Linked DNA regions of Mus musculus: all the other regions are linked to region 2. A link is a contact called in public HiChIP or PLAC-seq and promoter capture Hi-C data. All regions are on one chromosome and are shown on one strand. Each heading gives the region's core, a stretch centred on a gene start, on an enhancer-like site or on the middle of the called end of the contact. The rest is flanking DNA. Distances are from core to core; before and after follow the strand shown.

What was found. Promoter capture Hi-C pulls out the DNA fragments that hold promoters and counts their contacts. HiChIP or PLAC-seq counts read pairs in DNA pulled down with a chosen protein or histone mark.
Region 1: an H3K27ac HiChIP or PLAC-seq map of embryonic stem cells shows a contact between it and region 2, with 4 times the contacts expected there. The contact joins the promoter of Ccl1 here to the promoter of Myo1d in region 2. A contact is called at or near these places in 2 of 39 promoter capture datasets (the 3T3-L1 cell line and hippocampal neurons), 1 of 115 datasets of contacts at active chromatin or transcription factors (embryonic stem cells) and 1 of 9 other capture datasets (pancreatic islet).
Region 3: a promoter capture Hi-C map of hippocampal neurons shows a contact between it and region 2, with 4 times the contacts expected there. The contact joins the promoter of 5530401A14Rik here to the promoter of Myo1d in region 2. A contact is called at or near these places in 3 of 39 promoter capture datasets (the HPC-7 cell line, hippocampal neurons and stem cell-derived epiblast-like cells) and 1 of 115 datasets of contacts at active chromatin or transcription factors (astrocytes).
Region 4: a contact with region 2 is called in a promoter capture Hi-C map of stem cell-derived epiblast-like cells, with 4 times the contacts expected there. The contact joins the promoter of Ccl8 here to the promoter of Myo1d in region 2. A contact is called at or near these places in 5 of 39 promoter capture datasets (the 3T3-L1 cell line, embryonic stem cells, hippocampal neurons and 1 more).

The regions. Positions count from the first base shown.
Region 1 is chr11:82,178,291-82,181,757 of GRCm38.p6, reverse strand. Ccl1 (chemokine (C-C motif) ligand 1) reads left to right here and starts at 1,946. Exons shown (of 3, transcript NM_011329.3): 1 at 1,946-2,089. The coding sequence starts at 2,014.
Region 2 is chr11:80,778,248-80,781,495 of GRCm38.p6, reverse strand. It overlaps Myo1d (myosin ID), which reads left to right and starts at 1,471. Exons shown (of 22, transcript NM_177390.3): 1 at 1,471-1,798. The coding sequence starts at 1,704.
Region 3 is chr11:81,859,176-81,862,331 of GRCm38.p6, reverse strand. 5530401A14Rik (RIKEN cDNA 5530401A14 gene) reads right to left here and starts at 1,655. Exons shown (of 5, transcript NR_038010.1): 1 at 996-1,655. It also overlaps a transcript of Asic2 not described here.
Region 4 is chr11:82,113,725-82,117,158 of GRCm38.p6, reverse strand. Ccl8 (chemokine (C-C motif) ligand 8) reads right to left here and starts at 1,974. Exons shown (of 3, transcript NM_021443.3): 1 at 1,847-1,974; 2 at 1,009-1,120; 3 at 360-630. The coding sequence starts at 1,922. The coding sequence ends at 525.

The sequences.
Region 1 (3,467 bases), core at 697-3,196, 1.4 Mb before region 2:
TCCCACCCTCCATACTGTGGAGATTTTATCTCTTGGTGCTTTGACAATTGCCTGGAGTTTTCTCCTCACAAGTACAGGCACTTGAGTTTTGATTCTGACTCTGAAATGGAGCCAAGATATTCCCAGTTTCGACAAAGCTCCCTCAGGAGTGCCAAGAGTCATCACTGCCAAAGGTCTTGAAAAGCTCATTCAGCTCAGACATGCCACGGTAGCACGGAGCGAGCCTCAGTGGAGAGATGCGGGAAGACAAGGACTTCCGATTGCCATCCAGGCACAGGGGCTTAAAGGAGGCTGAGATTTGCCCGCAGGGGTTGGCAAATGACTTTTATTGGAGGAAGGGTGTTTGAAATGAGCAGATTGGGCACAGAGGGAGTTGGCTGGGAAGGTGGTCAGGTCGATGTTACAGTAAGGATGAGATGGTGGATATAGGAGAGCAAAATGGATGACTGAAGCTTGACTATTTGGGAAGAGTTCTAACTATCTAGTAGTTACACTCAGTTGGCAACAAACACTGAAGGTTTTTCAGTTGCACAGGCTAAGGTCAACATAGGTTAGCATAGCCAACCCACTGTGTATAGGCCCCATGATGCCAATGCCAGAAAGCTTAGCTGCTTTTTCTTGAGGGCCTCCTATGAGCTGCTTATCCCAAGTACTGCCCACTGCATATACTGTTTTTATCTGGCTGCACAACCCCATCTGCATCTACATCCCATGCTCTAGCTTTCTCCATGATGCTGAGTGAAGGGTGTTCCTCTGTACTTGGCTTTTCCAGACTCCTTCCCCTGCCTGACGTGCTGTCTTCACAGCAGCCTGCAGGACATGGTACTTATAGAACACTGTCTGGAAAGGGTCCTCTGAAGTCCCTGGGTGTCCCCAACATTCTCCTGTGCCCCCCACATGACAGATCTGTCTTGAATGAGCCGTTGTTGTGTTGGATGGCTCTCCATGGCTTGTCTATAGGTTGAAGCAAGATGGCTCAGGTCAGGCTTTGCCCCCATTGGCAATTGTCCCAAGGGTAACCAAGCAAGGGTCTGGATCAGAGTAAGCTGTGAAAGGGCTGGGGAACAAAGAAATAAAACTAATAGCAAATGTGTTGGCCAAACGTTAGACAGACAGGATCAACCTGTGGTATGTGTGTGTATGTGTGTGTGTGTGTGTGTGTACATGTATGTAGGTGTGCATACATGTGTCTATGTGCATGTGAACGACTTTGCTTTTTGAGATAAGTTCTCTCCCTGGCCTGGAGGTCTCCAACTAGGCTCAGCGGGCAAACCAGGCAGCTCCAGGGATCAGCCGGTCAGCCTCTCCAGCTCTGGGGTTACAAGATCATTCCACTACCCCTGCTCTGTATGCGGGTTCTGGGAATCAAACTCTGGTCCTCACACTTGTGTAGCAGGTACTTTGCTGACTGAGCCATCTCCCCAGCTCTGCATTTCATTCTTACCACCCGGATTTGAGATGTGTTACTAGTTCCATTTTGTAGGGATGTGCAGCTTAGAGAAGTTTGTGCAATGGCTGATTGGCAGAGCCAGAACCCAGACACAAGCTCCATTTGATGCAGATTGTACCTTCTCTGCTCTGTCCTTCTCCAAGGCCTGTAGCTGCTTTGAATGGAATGATGTGGGTTAGACAAGCTGTGTACGGGCCACTTCCTCTCTCTCTCTCACCTTTTTTGACTTTCCACTCAGCCAGGACAGCTCCCACGTATTTTGTCAAGAACGTAAAGATTGGTATCTGCTTCTGCACTTGGGGAAGTTCCCAAGGCCACTAGGCACCCAAACATACCTCGAATACGCCCCCCTCCTCCCAGGAGAGGTGAGAAAAGGAGTTTTCCATGTGGCCATTGGGTATGAGTTCCTTTTCCCTGGGACTCCCACCTCTTCTCCATGGTCTGGGAAAGCACCCCGGGCCTTCTGATAAAAGCTCAGTACAGGGTGAGGCAGGAGAGAGTTCTTGGCTCCACCAGACATTCGGCGGTTGCTCTAGAGAGGCTTGAGACAGAAACTTATCACCATGAAACCCACTGCCATGGCACTGATGTGCCTGCTGCTGGCTGCCGTGTGGATACAGGATGTTGACAGCAAGAGCAGTGAGTAATGGGGTCCTAGTGCTTGGGCCCAGGGAGGGGAGATGTATAGGCAGGCACTCTGGGCTGGGAACAGAGCTTACCTAGACATCATTGGCTTCATTTCTGTCCCTATCTGGAGATGAATGGCGGGCAGTAATGGGATAGGGACGCTGGGCGTGGAGGAAGGTTATGGACTGGGAGCACACATCTACTTCGTGGTGGGGAGCTCAGACCTGAAACCCATTCCTCTGATTCTTTTGCTAATCCTAGAACTAGGTGGCTGCAGAGACAGACCTGGGCCAGCATCCTCTTGATGGGGTTCCAAGACTGGCCCTGTTCTGGGAGGAGCTTCTCCTTCTCCTTCTCCTTCTCCTTCTCCTTCTCCTTCTCCTTCTCCTTCTCCTTCTCCTTCTCCTTCTCCTTCTCCTTCTCCTTCTCCTCCTTTCTCCCTTCTCCTTTCTCTTCCTCCTCATCCTCCTTTCTCCCTTCTCCCTTCTCCCTTCTCCTTTCTCCTTTCTCCTTTCTCCTTTCTCCTCCTCCTCCTCCTCCTCCTCCTCTTCATCCTCCTCCTTCTAGATGAAGTGGCTTTAGTGTGTGGAAGATAATTTTGATCCTCACCCTACAGACAACTGGAAGGGCCTATGGGGTTGTTTAAAACAAATTAGGATCCCTGAAGTCCAGAGGAGGGACTAAGACTGATTTCCAGTGTGACAGATGACAGGCAGGGGCTGAAGGAAGGACCACAGGAGTGAACAGCCAGATAACTATTATATCTCTTAAAGATGTTTTCTGTATGGATAAACTGGAATCCATGTTCTAGATTGTTCGGAAAATACCAACCTGAGGTCAGGGGACCTGCAAGTTTCTGTGAACAGCGAGACAGGAAGGATCCAGGGTTAGAACACAGGGATGTTGAAGGTGGGATGTGGGAGGAGAGCGTACAAATCAGCAGACTGGGGGTTACTGGTCCCTGAAAGAGGGGAGGGCCAAGGATGGGAATGTGGAAGATTGTGTGGGCGAGTGGACCAGCCACTTTTTGGGAATACCCCCTTTTCCTTCTGAGCCCTTGTGGAGTTCCTCACCCAGCCCCATGTCTGTGAACCAAGAACTACAATGTCCTGCATGCGATGGGATAACAGGTCCTCTAGGATGTGAGGCCAGAGCCCCGAGCTTAAGTACTAGCACAGTACACAGAGCCACGCACTTGTGCTGGGAGACTGGGACTGAAGGGGTTTGTATATGTGGTAGGAAGAGTCTCACCGTATGTGCAGGAGTGTGTGCTGAGCCATGGCTCAGGCAGGCTTGTGGTTTCTGTCCCCACCACCTGCTGGTTTGTAGGGTGCTCACATCTGACGCCCCTCCCCAGTCTTATGATTGTTGTCTCCATCCTAGAAATGTG
Region 2 (3,248 bases), core at 222-2,721:
AAAAAAGTTTTTTAAAAAAAAATTTATTTATTTATTTTATGTATGTGAGTACACTGTAGCTGTACAGATGGTTGTGAACCTTCATGTGGTTGTTGGGAATTGAATTTTTAGGACTTCTGCTCGCTCCAGTCAACACTGCTCACTCTGGTAGGCCTCACTTGCTCAGTCCCTGCTCTCTCCAGCCCAAAGATTCATTCATTATTATTCATAAGTACACTATAGCTGATTTCAGATGCACCAGAAGAGGGTGTCAGATCTCATTATGGGTGGTTGTGAGCCACCACGTTGTTGCTGGGATTTGAACTCAGGACCTTGGGAAGAGTAGTCAGTGCTCTTACCCGCTGAGCCATCTCACCAGCCCCTGAAAGAAAAGTTTAAAAAAAAAATATTTATTCACCTTTATTTTATGTGACTGTGTGAGTCCCTGCATGTATATATGTTCCTGCCTGGTACCCTCAGAGGTATGAAGAGGGTGTCTCATCTCCTTGAACTGGAGTTACAGGCAAAGCTATTGTTGTGGATGCTGGGAAATTAACTCTGGTCCTCTGTAAGAACAGCAAGTGCTTTTAGCCACTGAGCCATCTCTCCAGCAACACCCCTCCCCCCAACAAAAACCATTTTAAGAACACCCAGTGTGTCTTGAAATTGGAGATCATAACTCATTACAATCTATGGAACTAATTTCATGGATTTCTTATTTATAATACAAACTACTACTATAAGCTTCTTGGAATGTGTAGAGAGTGGAGGTGGGGGATATAAAAAAAAAGTTTAGGACATGGTCCTCTATGCTAGAAGCTGCAATCATCCCGAGGAGATGATTCATACATTTTTTAAAAAATTACTAGTATAAGGTACTAGTCTGATGACATGCTCACATGAGTGGAAAAAAATGGACCACTGGAAATGAAGAGTAAGCCATGTGGCTGAATGCTGGGGTTCGTAAATCAGATGACCTCCACGAAGTCGCAGCTCCTCCACTTCCTAGCAGTGTGACAAGTTACTTAAGTTTGCTAAAGCACTTAGAACAGCTCTAAACATTTCGGTGACCTGGAAGTATTCTCTACCATTGCCATAACTATTCAGCCACCATTTCAAGGATGGATGGCACATGAGCACAGAAGAATGTGAGGGAATCATAATGGATAATTCGCGCCAAAGCCGCTCAAGTTATAAGTTTGTAAATTTGTAAGTTTGTTGGCATCTACTAGGCAGGGGTTGAAGAAGGCAACAAGGCCTATTCTACCCAGAGTCAGGTCCACACGGCTCCCCGCCACGCTAGATGCCCGTGCCTGTCTTTAGGGGGCGCTGCCGCTTAGCCGCCGCGGCTGGCCCAGAGCGCGTCCCCGCCCCACGCGTGCGCGCCGCCCAGGTGAGGAGGCGGCTGGGCCGGGGTTGGGCGGGCTCATCGGCGGGGCGGAGCCCGAGCGGCCGGGGCGGGGCGGGGCGGGGCCCAGCGGGACCCAGGCTAGAGGCGGGACCAGCCGCCGCCGTCTCCGTCTCGCCACCACGGCCCCCACACAACCCGCAGCCACCGCGGGAGGAGCGGAAGCCGCCGGCCTCGCCCGTTCAGAGCCGCGCCGGCTGGAGCTCTGAGGAGTGGCGGCCGTCTCTCTCGCTCTCTCTCTCTCTCCGGCCCGACCCCGCCCAAAGGTGCCGAGCACCCCCGCCCCAACCCGAGCGCTCCCACCTGAGCCGGCGCCATGGCGGAGCAGGAGAGCCTTGAGTTCGGCAAGGCGGACTTCGTGCTGATGGACACCGTCTCCATGCCCGAGTTCATGGCCAACCTTAGGCTCAGGTGAGCGCGTCTCGACAGCCATGCCGGGGTTTCCCGAGAGGGGGCGCTGCTGAGGATTCGGGGTGACCGGGGCGAGCAGCTCCCGCGAGTGAGTGCGGCGGGGTGACAGGGGGTCCGCGGCGCTGGGTGGTCACGCCTCCCAGAGAGAGGACTCTTCCTTGGTGCGGCCTTGGGACTCCAGGGTGTGATGAGGTCTAGGACTGCACTTTAGGGGTCTGGGGTCGTCCCTGTGTGGTGTCTTGATTAGGGGCATGCTGGGCTTGAGGTCGCTTAGGGGTGCACCAGCCCGCCCTGAGCCAGGTAAATGATGTGGGCGGGACCGGGTGACTTAATGGAACAAAAGTAAGGGAAAAGAAAAACTTAGGAGCGGCGTGATGGCCCTGGCAGCCCCAGGAAAACTGGAAGGTTGTTTTAAAAGAGCCTGGCATCTATCTCCTGCTTTCACGCTCGATTTTCTTTTCTCGTTTCTTTCCTTCCTCTTCTTCTTCTTCTTTTTTTTTTCTCTTTTCTTTCTTTCTGGCGTGGTTCCATCCTACCATTCAGGATGCTATGGAGTGAACCCTAAGCTGTCTGTTCCGGGACACGGGCTATTTTTTAGTTACTCATTCGACGTAATTAGACCCGTTTCCAGACATCGAAGAGACTGCTGTACTTGCCAGTGCCAAGATAAACTGTCTGAATTTGACAAGGCGTCCATGGTTTCAGTTTTTTCAAGGAGTTATGTATGGATGGAGCCTTTGTGTTACTGACATCTTTGAGAATTTAGTTACAACACAATGCCCCAAAATGGGCTTCCAAGAGGAACTTATTTTAGAAAGTCTTCTATACGTAATTATTTCATTTTCAAACAGTAATATGTAATCTGAGTATTAAAGTGTTTTGACTTTAAAAAAAAACTGAAACGGAGTTTCAGCTTGAAGCGTGTGCTTACTTGTTTATTTGTTTGTTTGTGTTTTCCCGGAAGCTTTGCTCTGTCTGTTACTTGTAAACTTTATAGCCAAATATCACTTTTTAAACTTAAACCTGAAAATCATAATTAGGTTTGGATATTTACCTCAATTTTACTGTCAACTACAATTCTGTAATTTTTAAAAAAACCTGTTTTAATTTTTAAATTAACAAAACAAATAATTTCATATGTTCTGTTCTGCAATATGGCTAGGGTGAACTTGAACTTTTGCTCCACCTACCTTTACTTCCTGCTGGGAGTACAGGTATGCACTGCTGCACTTGATTTCTGTAGTGCTAGGCATCAAACCCAGGGCTTGGCGCATTAGGCAATCACGCTATCAACTAACAAACAGGGCTGCATCATCAGCCCTCATCTGTTCTGCGTCAGGCTTCCTTGTGTCTGGAGCAGGAACACTGGCCTGCAAACTACACATGCCTGCCATAAACTGGCCTTGTCTGTGGCCCTCCGTTTCCAGGAGTTTTCAGTGCTTGTATTCTA
Region 3 (3,156 bases), core at 406-2,905, 1.1 Mb before region 2:
ACCTGGCTTCTAGCATCAGTGTTGGGGATCTGAACTCAGATCCTCATGTTTGCATATAAGACTGAGTCATCTTCCCAGCCAGAAGGCAGAATTTTATCCCTATGCTATTCATAAGAAAAGCAAGACTCAGAGAGGGTAAGCGATTGGCCTGAAGCTAGAACTAAAGAATAAGCAAGCCAGATTCCTCACTCAGATTCAACTGGGTCTCCCACTGTATCAGCTTCATCCTGTCTGATTACAGTTAATGGTGGGAAATAAAGATTATTGAAAGAAAAGGCATTTTCCTATAAGAAGTTCAGAATGGAGGGTGCTCTGGACCCATCCAAACCAAGAAGAGCTTATCATCAAGGCTGTAGGTGAGAATGGCTCAGGGCATTCCCATACTTGTGGGCATTTATGTGAGCAAAGGCCTTGATTGGGGCGACAAGGCTATCTAGGGAGGTTGACATTGGTGTGTATGTGGGGAGGGGGAGGTAGCACTTCCTGATGCCCAGATCTCTGACATGGTGAGTGCTCTGTAAATGCTCATGGGATTCATCTGATTCTTAGGAGCCTCTGGGCTGTTGGGGAGAAGAAGATGAAGGACCAGTGGCCTAGCCCTAAAAGCTTGCTGTGCAGACATGAGCATCTGAGTTCTAATTCCCAGTGCCCATGTTTAAAAACAAAAAAAAATCCAAAAAAATGGGCATGATCATATACCTCTATAACCCTAAGTACTGGGGTTCTGGGGACAGGGTCAGGAGACTGGCTTGGGCTTGCTGGTTGCCAGCTAGCTCTGGGTTCAGTGAGAGCTCCTATCCCAAGGGATTATGGGTAGAGAGGGAGTAAGAATGATAGATTGGGCCACTTGATATCTTCACCTGGCTTACACACACACACACACACACACACACACACACACACACACACACACACATAAAGCAAAGTTACGAAATTTTTCAAGTGTGTTTCCAGGGCAGCAACTTAACTCAGAAATCATCTACCCATTTTCCTACCTCCTTGATGAAGACTTGTAGGTCCCAAGACAGCTCTGCACTGGCCTAGATCCATTCAGAGTAGAACAGGGCCTAGGAACTGGGGCTACACCCTCGTCAAGCATAAGAGGTCCTTCTTTGGAGCTATGCAGCCTCTTCCATGTGACTGCAGAGTTCACTGGAGTAAAAACAAAGTGCTGCCCACTGGATGCCTGGGGGACATCCCATTTGACCTGCTTGCCACTCATCAAGCAAAGGAAATGCACTGCAGTACTTGAGGAAAAAGCTTTTCCTATGTAGGTTAAACACCCCACCTTTCCCCAGCCTCATTGGCTCTGTGCCTTTGCCAGTAGACCCTCAAACAGAACCCAAGCAAGCTGCTGTTCTTTCCGGGTGGCTCATGCAAGATGGAAGAACACCCAGGGGGTGCTGAGGGCTTCTGGCTCACATTACATCAGCTTTGATGATGCTGGCTTCCAGTGGAGACCTGGGGTCAGTGTACATACTCAGTCAGCCTGCTAGGCAACAGGCAGTGGAAGCCCAGAGTAGCCTTCCTGGCAACTGATGAGCTCTTTTCTGTCAGAGCCCTAATGAGGTTTCAGTGCCAGGAGGCAAGCAAAGGGAAAGCAAACAGCCCAAAGTTGCTAATGTCACTGACAGTAACTAGGCTGCACAAGCCCTGTGCTGCCTCTTCTGCCTAAGAGAAAGAGACAGAAGGGGCAAAGCTCAGCCCTTTTAATTGGGGGGTGGGGCAGAGAGGGAATTCTTAGGAATCCATCTGTGCATGCAGGAGGGAATCTAGAATTAACCCTTTCTGCCTCATTAATTGCTAACTGCGGAGGGTAACAGCCAAAGCTGGGAACAGGAGGGGCTAGGTGCTGTTTCTGCGAGCAGAGACTGTAGTAGGCTCCTTGGGGAGTCACAGAAGCAGCTCCAGACACTGGACAGCCCAGGCTTACTGGATTACCTCATGCCTTCCCATGTACAGCCCATGGTCTCTGGAGCTCCTTTTTAAACCCCAGAAAGGGCTGACCTAGTATTTAAGGGTGAGGCAAACCTGGGTTCAAATCCAGTTGTAGTCTGTGGAATAGGAAATGGCTGCCTCGTGAGCTTTGAGGGCAGGTGAGTGAGATAACATCTCTATATCACAGGGATAAAACATTACATATTGATTGACTTGTTTTAAACCTTGTGCCCACCCTAGCCTCACCTGCTCATGTTGAACTGCTAAAGAGCTTGTCTTTGGGGCCTGTTTCAGTTTGTATGCTGCTCTAAGAAGATACCAGAGATGGAATAGTTTACCAACATCAGAAATATATCTCTTCATGGTTCTGAGGTTGGAAGGCTGGGACAGCCAAGGTGGAAGGCCTGGAAGGCCCCACTGTCTTGTAAGGGCTACTCTCTGATTCTGGGGTGGTGTCTTCAGGCTGTAAATTCTGGCTAGGGAAGGCCACTCTGTGTTCTCCCATGTTGGAAGGCAGAAGAAAGGGAAAGGGTGGGGGAGCTAAATGCACCATGAGGCTTCTTTTATATGGCACTTAACCTTGTTCTCCTGAGAGGCCACGTGGCTGGATCCTTCTGAGACATTAATAAGACCTGAAGTTTGGAGAGGAAACATAAGTCACAGCCATGCCTGCCAGGTCTGTGTGTGAGCTTTTGAATAAAACTATGATGAACAGGAAGGGAGGAAGAAGAGAGAGATGGAAGGAGGAAGGAAGGAGGGAATTATATTCCAAGAGTCAAGAATACCTTAGGAAAGAAAACAGTGGAAGCAGAATGATAAGGAGTTGGGGAAGAAGGGAAATGTCCGAGAGGTGAGCTTGCATTGAGGACTTAAGTGGAGACAAGGACAGACAGGTTTCAGAGGAACTATGAGAAGTGACCTTTAACAGTCAACATGACACAGTCTAGATTTGCCTGAGGAAAAACCCTCAGTTGATGCATTGCCTAGTTCAAATTGGCCTGTGTGCTTGTCTGTAAGGGGATTGTTATGGTTGTTCATTAATAGTAGTGCCCTGCCCACTGTGGGTGGCACCATTTCCTAGGCACGTGGTCCTGGGTTGTATAACAAAGCTAGGTAAGCAGGAGCATGCACGAGCCACCAAGCTGTGTTCCTCCCTGGTTTCTGCTTTAAGATACTGCTTGAGTTCCTGCCCTTGTGTCCCATAATTACGAACTGTGA
Region 4 (3,434 bases), core at 725-3,224, 1.3 Mb before region 2:
AGACCAGCTTGTGGTACATGTACAATGAGGTGGAGTATAACCTCAAGTGAACTTTCAGAAAGAATCCCCTATTTACTATTCATGCCTTTGCACAACTGGGCATGCCTATGCTAAAAAGCCGATGCGTTATGGGAACAGATATGAGCAATGAACAATGGTTTAATGTAATTGAAGCCTCTCAACCAGTAGAGAACCACCCACTCCATCTCTAGTAACAAGGCTCTTCCTTCACTTGAACCCCATAAAATGAAACCCAAATAATACACAGGAACCCTTGAACACCTCCCCTCATTTGGCCTGCTGCTCTCTGAGATTGATCATAACTTCCCATCACTTCACTTTGAATAAAAATGCCCATGTTACATTTGCAAATCAGTGTAAGCTTTTATTTCAGTTGTTCATATAACAGACAAGGATGAGAAAACACGCAGCCCAGGCACCATCTGCTTGTAACATCTCTCTGCCTGGAGAAGATTAGGGGAGAACTTCCAGCTTTGGCTGTCTCTTAACTCAGGTGTGAAGGTTCAAGGCTGCAGAATTTGAGACTTCTGGTCAAGGATCTCCATGTACTCACTGACCCACTTCTGTGTGGGGTCTACACAGAGAGACATACCCTGCTTGGTCTGGAAACTGTGGAGAGATGGAAGGTTCAGAAATAGTGCTCAGAGCATGGCCCACAGCTCGACAGACCCCATTCACTCTTGCTCCAGAGGTGAAGGAGCTGCTTGGCAGGAGGGGAGGATGAGGAAGGGGTGGAAGGGAGAACCCTGAGGAGGAAGCCCTGATCTTGCTGCCCTACTTGAAGCTTTCTCATCTATTGTGGAAAGGAACTGGGGAAAATCCCTCTGAGCTCCTGGAAAATTACAGATTTCTTCTCTTCCAGTCAGTCTCCCTATGTGGGTAAGGCGTGGTCCAGATAAGAGGCTGTATTTGTTTGACTCACTCATCTGTGTGTCCTGACCACTCTCCCTTGACTCTGACTGGGTTTTCTGGGCAGGAATCACTTACACCACAGCTTCCATGGGGCACTGGATATTGTTGATTCTCTCGTAGCTTTTCAGCACCCGAAGGGGGATCTTCAGCTTTAGTACATGAAAGCAGCAGGTGACTGGAGCCTTATCTGGAAGCCATTTTGTAAAGAAAGAGGGTTAGGGGACATCTCAGAGTCCTCTCATAAGGGAAGATGAGGGTTGGGCTGCACCTAGGAGTCACTGTTCCCAAGTTTTGTATCTAGGGTCTAGTGACAGAATATGTCTTAGGAGTCAGTGTCCTCTGTTGAACCACAGGATTCCTCACTGATGACTGTTTATCATGAGATCTCTTTGACTGATCCCATACTTCTGACACAGGAAAGTAAGTCCCAAGAACTCGCTGTCCATCACCTTGCTGCTGTGGGCTTAGAATCAACCTATTTTATTTTTTAATCTAGGAAGCCCCTCAGTGTACAAATATCCACATATGGTTCTGGAAGCCACTCTGGATCAAGATCCCAAAGCACTTCTTCAAGACATCATCCCTATCACTCCCCTATTGCTTGTGATGTCCTTCTCACCACAGCCACTTCTGGGCCATCTCCTCAAACAAGGAGAGGGCAGTATCGGTAGTGGCTGCATGCAGCATCGTGTCCCAGGGCTGATGTCATGAGACATCACAGGGCCTGGCCTCAGTGCTCTAAACACTCACTGCTGGTTCTGCCTAGCTTTGACACACTGGCTTTTGGCTAACTTCTTCCATACTCTCAGTCTGTCCATCTTAAAATTGCAGATCATACAGCAGCTCTGGGATGCCTTGTGCTCAGATGTTAGTGCCTGCTAAACCATTTCCCTTAGGAAAGGAGATACCTTACCTGGCCCAGTCAGCTTCTCTGGGCTGACAGGGACAGCTATGAGCAGCAGGCAAAGAAGCACTGCGTAGATCTTCATGTTGAAGGCAAAGATTTTGGAGTGAAGGCTAGCGTCCTCTCAATCTAACTCTGCTAGTCTGGAGGCTCTAATCTGCCTTTTATAGGGAGCAGGGAATCTGCAGATAGAGTTGTGCCTAATGGGAAATGAAAGCAAGATCTTTGTTATGCTGAATAGTCATCAGATCATGAGATGATTTCCCGGCAGCTGGAAGGCAGCTCAGCAAGAATAAGATGCTAAAATCTTTGGCTAACTTAGACTATGAGACAGAAACTTTGAAGGGCAAGCATCTGAAACCAGCAGCATGGAGGAAGCAGTCCCACTGGATCAGGGATTCTGAAACATAGAAATGAAAAACATCTGTATAGAAGAAAGACTAGAAACCAAGGTTACCATGGAGTAAAGAGAGGTTAGATGCTTCCTTTTGGAGGGTGCTAGGAGACCAGAGAAAGGCCTAAGTCTGGTCCCTTTTACACTAGGCTTTTGCAACCCTAAGGCAGGTGGGTTTTTCAAAACCCAGATGGGCTCCAAAGAACCCTGAAAACATGATAGACTCAAGTCTCCTTCTCTTCCGTCTCCTCTTCCTTTTTCTTCTATTACTAGGAATTTTACATGTTAGCCAGAACCTTGCACATGACAGCCAAGTAAGTATTCTACTACTAAATGGCAGCTATACCTCAGCCCTTCTTTTGTAGTTAGTATTCTAGATGAGGATTAAGTAGATCTGGCTCTTCCAAATTTACTTTGTCCCCAGGCCGTCCTTGTTGTATAATTCTCCCATATCAGTCTGAAAAATGCTGTAATAACAGAGTTTCTCTACTATGTCTGGCCTAGCCTGAAAGTCCTGGAGAACTGGGCACCACGTGTGGATTCTGGAGGGGCAGGGATCCTGCAGCGGGTGGCATCCTGCAGGAGCATAGCTCTCTACATCACAGAGCTGTTTTCTTGCAGAATCCTTAATGTATGTATGACTTTTGTCTGGGAACTTCAATCACAATAACTCTGTTGGCCAAGCATCCTGTTCAATGTGTTTGGAGGCCAAATAGTGTTATGCTCAGTCTCATTCCTCGTCAGTGTAAGCAAAGATTCCTGACTAGTAGGCAGGAAGAACATCCTCAAGTGAGGGATATAGTTAGTAAAGCCACTCAGAATTAAATCTCTGAATTATATCCAATCTATTAAGCCACCATGAGCTAATGGCTAATATTTTATGATTTTTCTGGGTTTTGACCTCTGTCAGCTACAACATTTAAATGCAACACACAGTAGTACATTATATCTAAAGTTATAACAAGCAAGAAGACACCATGACCTAAAACAAACAAACAAACAAACAAACAAACAAACACAAAAAACCCCAACAACAACAAAAACAACCCAAAGAAACCAAAGCAAGCAAGGCCAAACTCCTCAGTATGTCATGAGTCATCACACTCCTTAATCCAAGTGATTATTTTCCCTGTGTCTACAGAGTCTTTTTCCGAAATGAAGACTTGTTTCAGACAAGGTTTGAAGTGTGAGAAGGCAAACAGA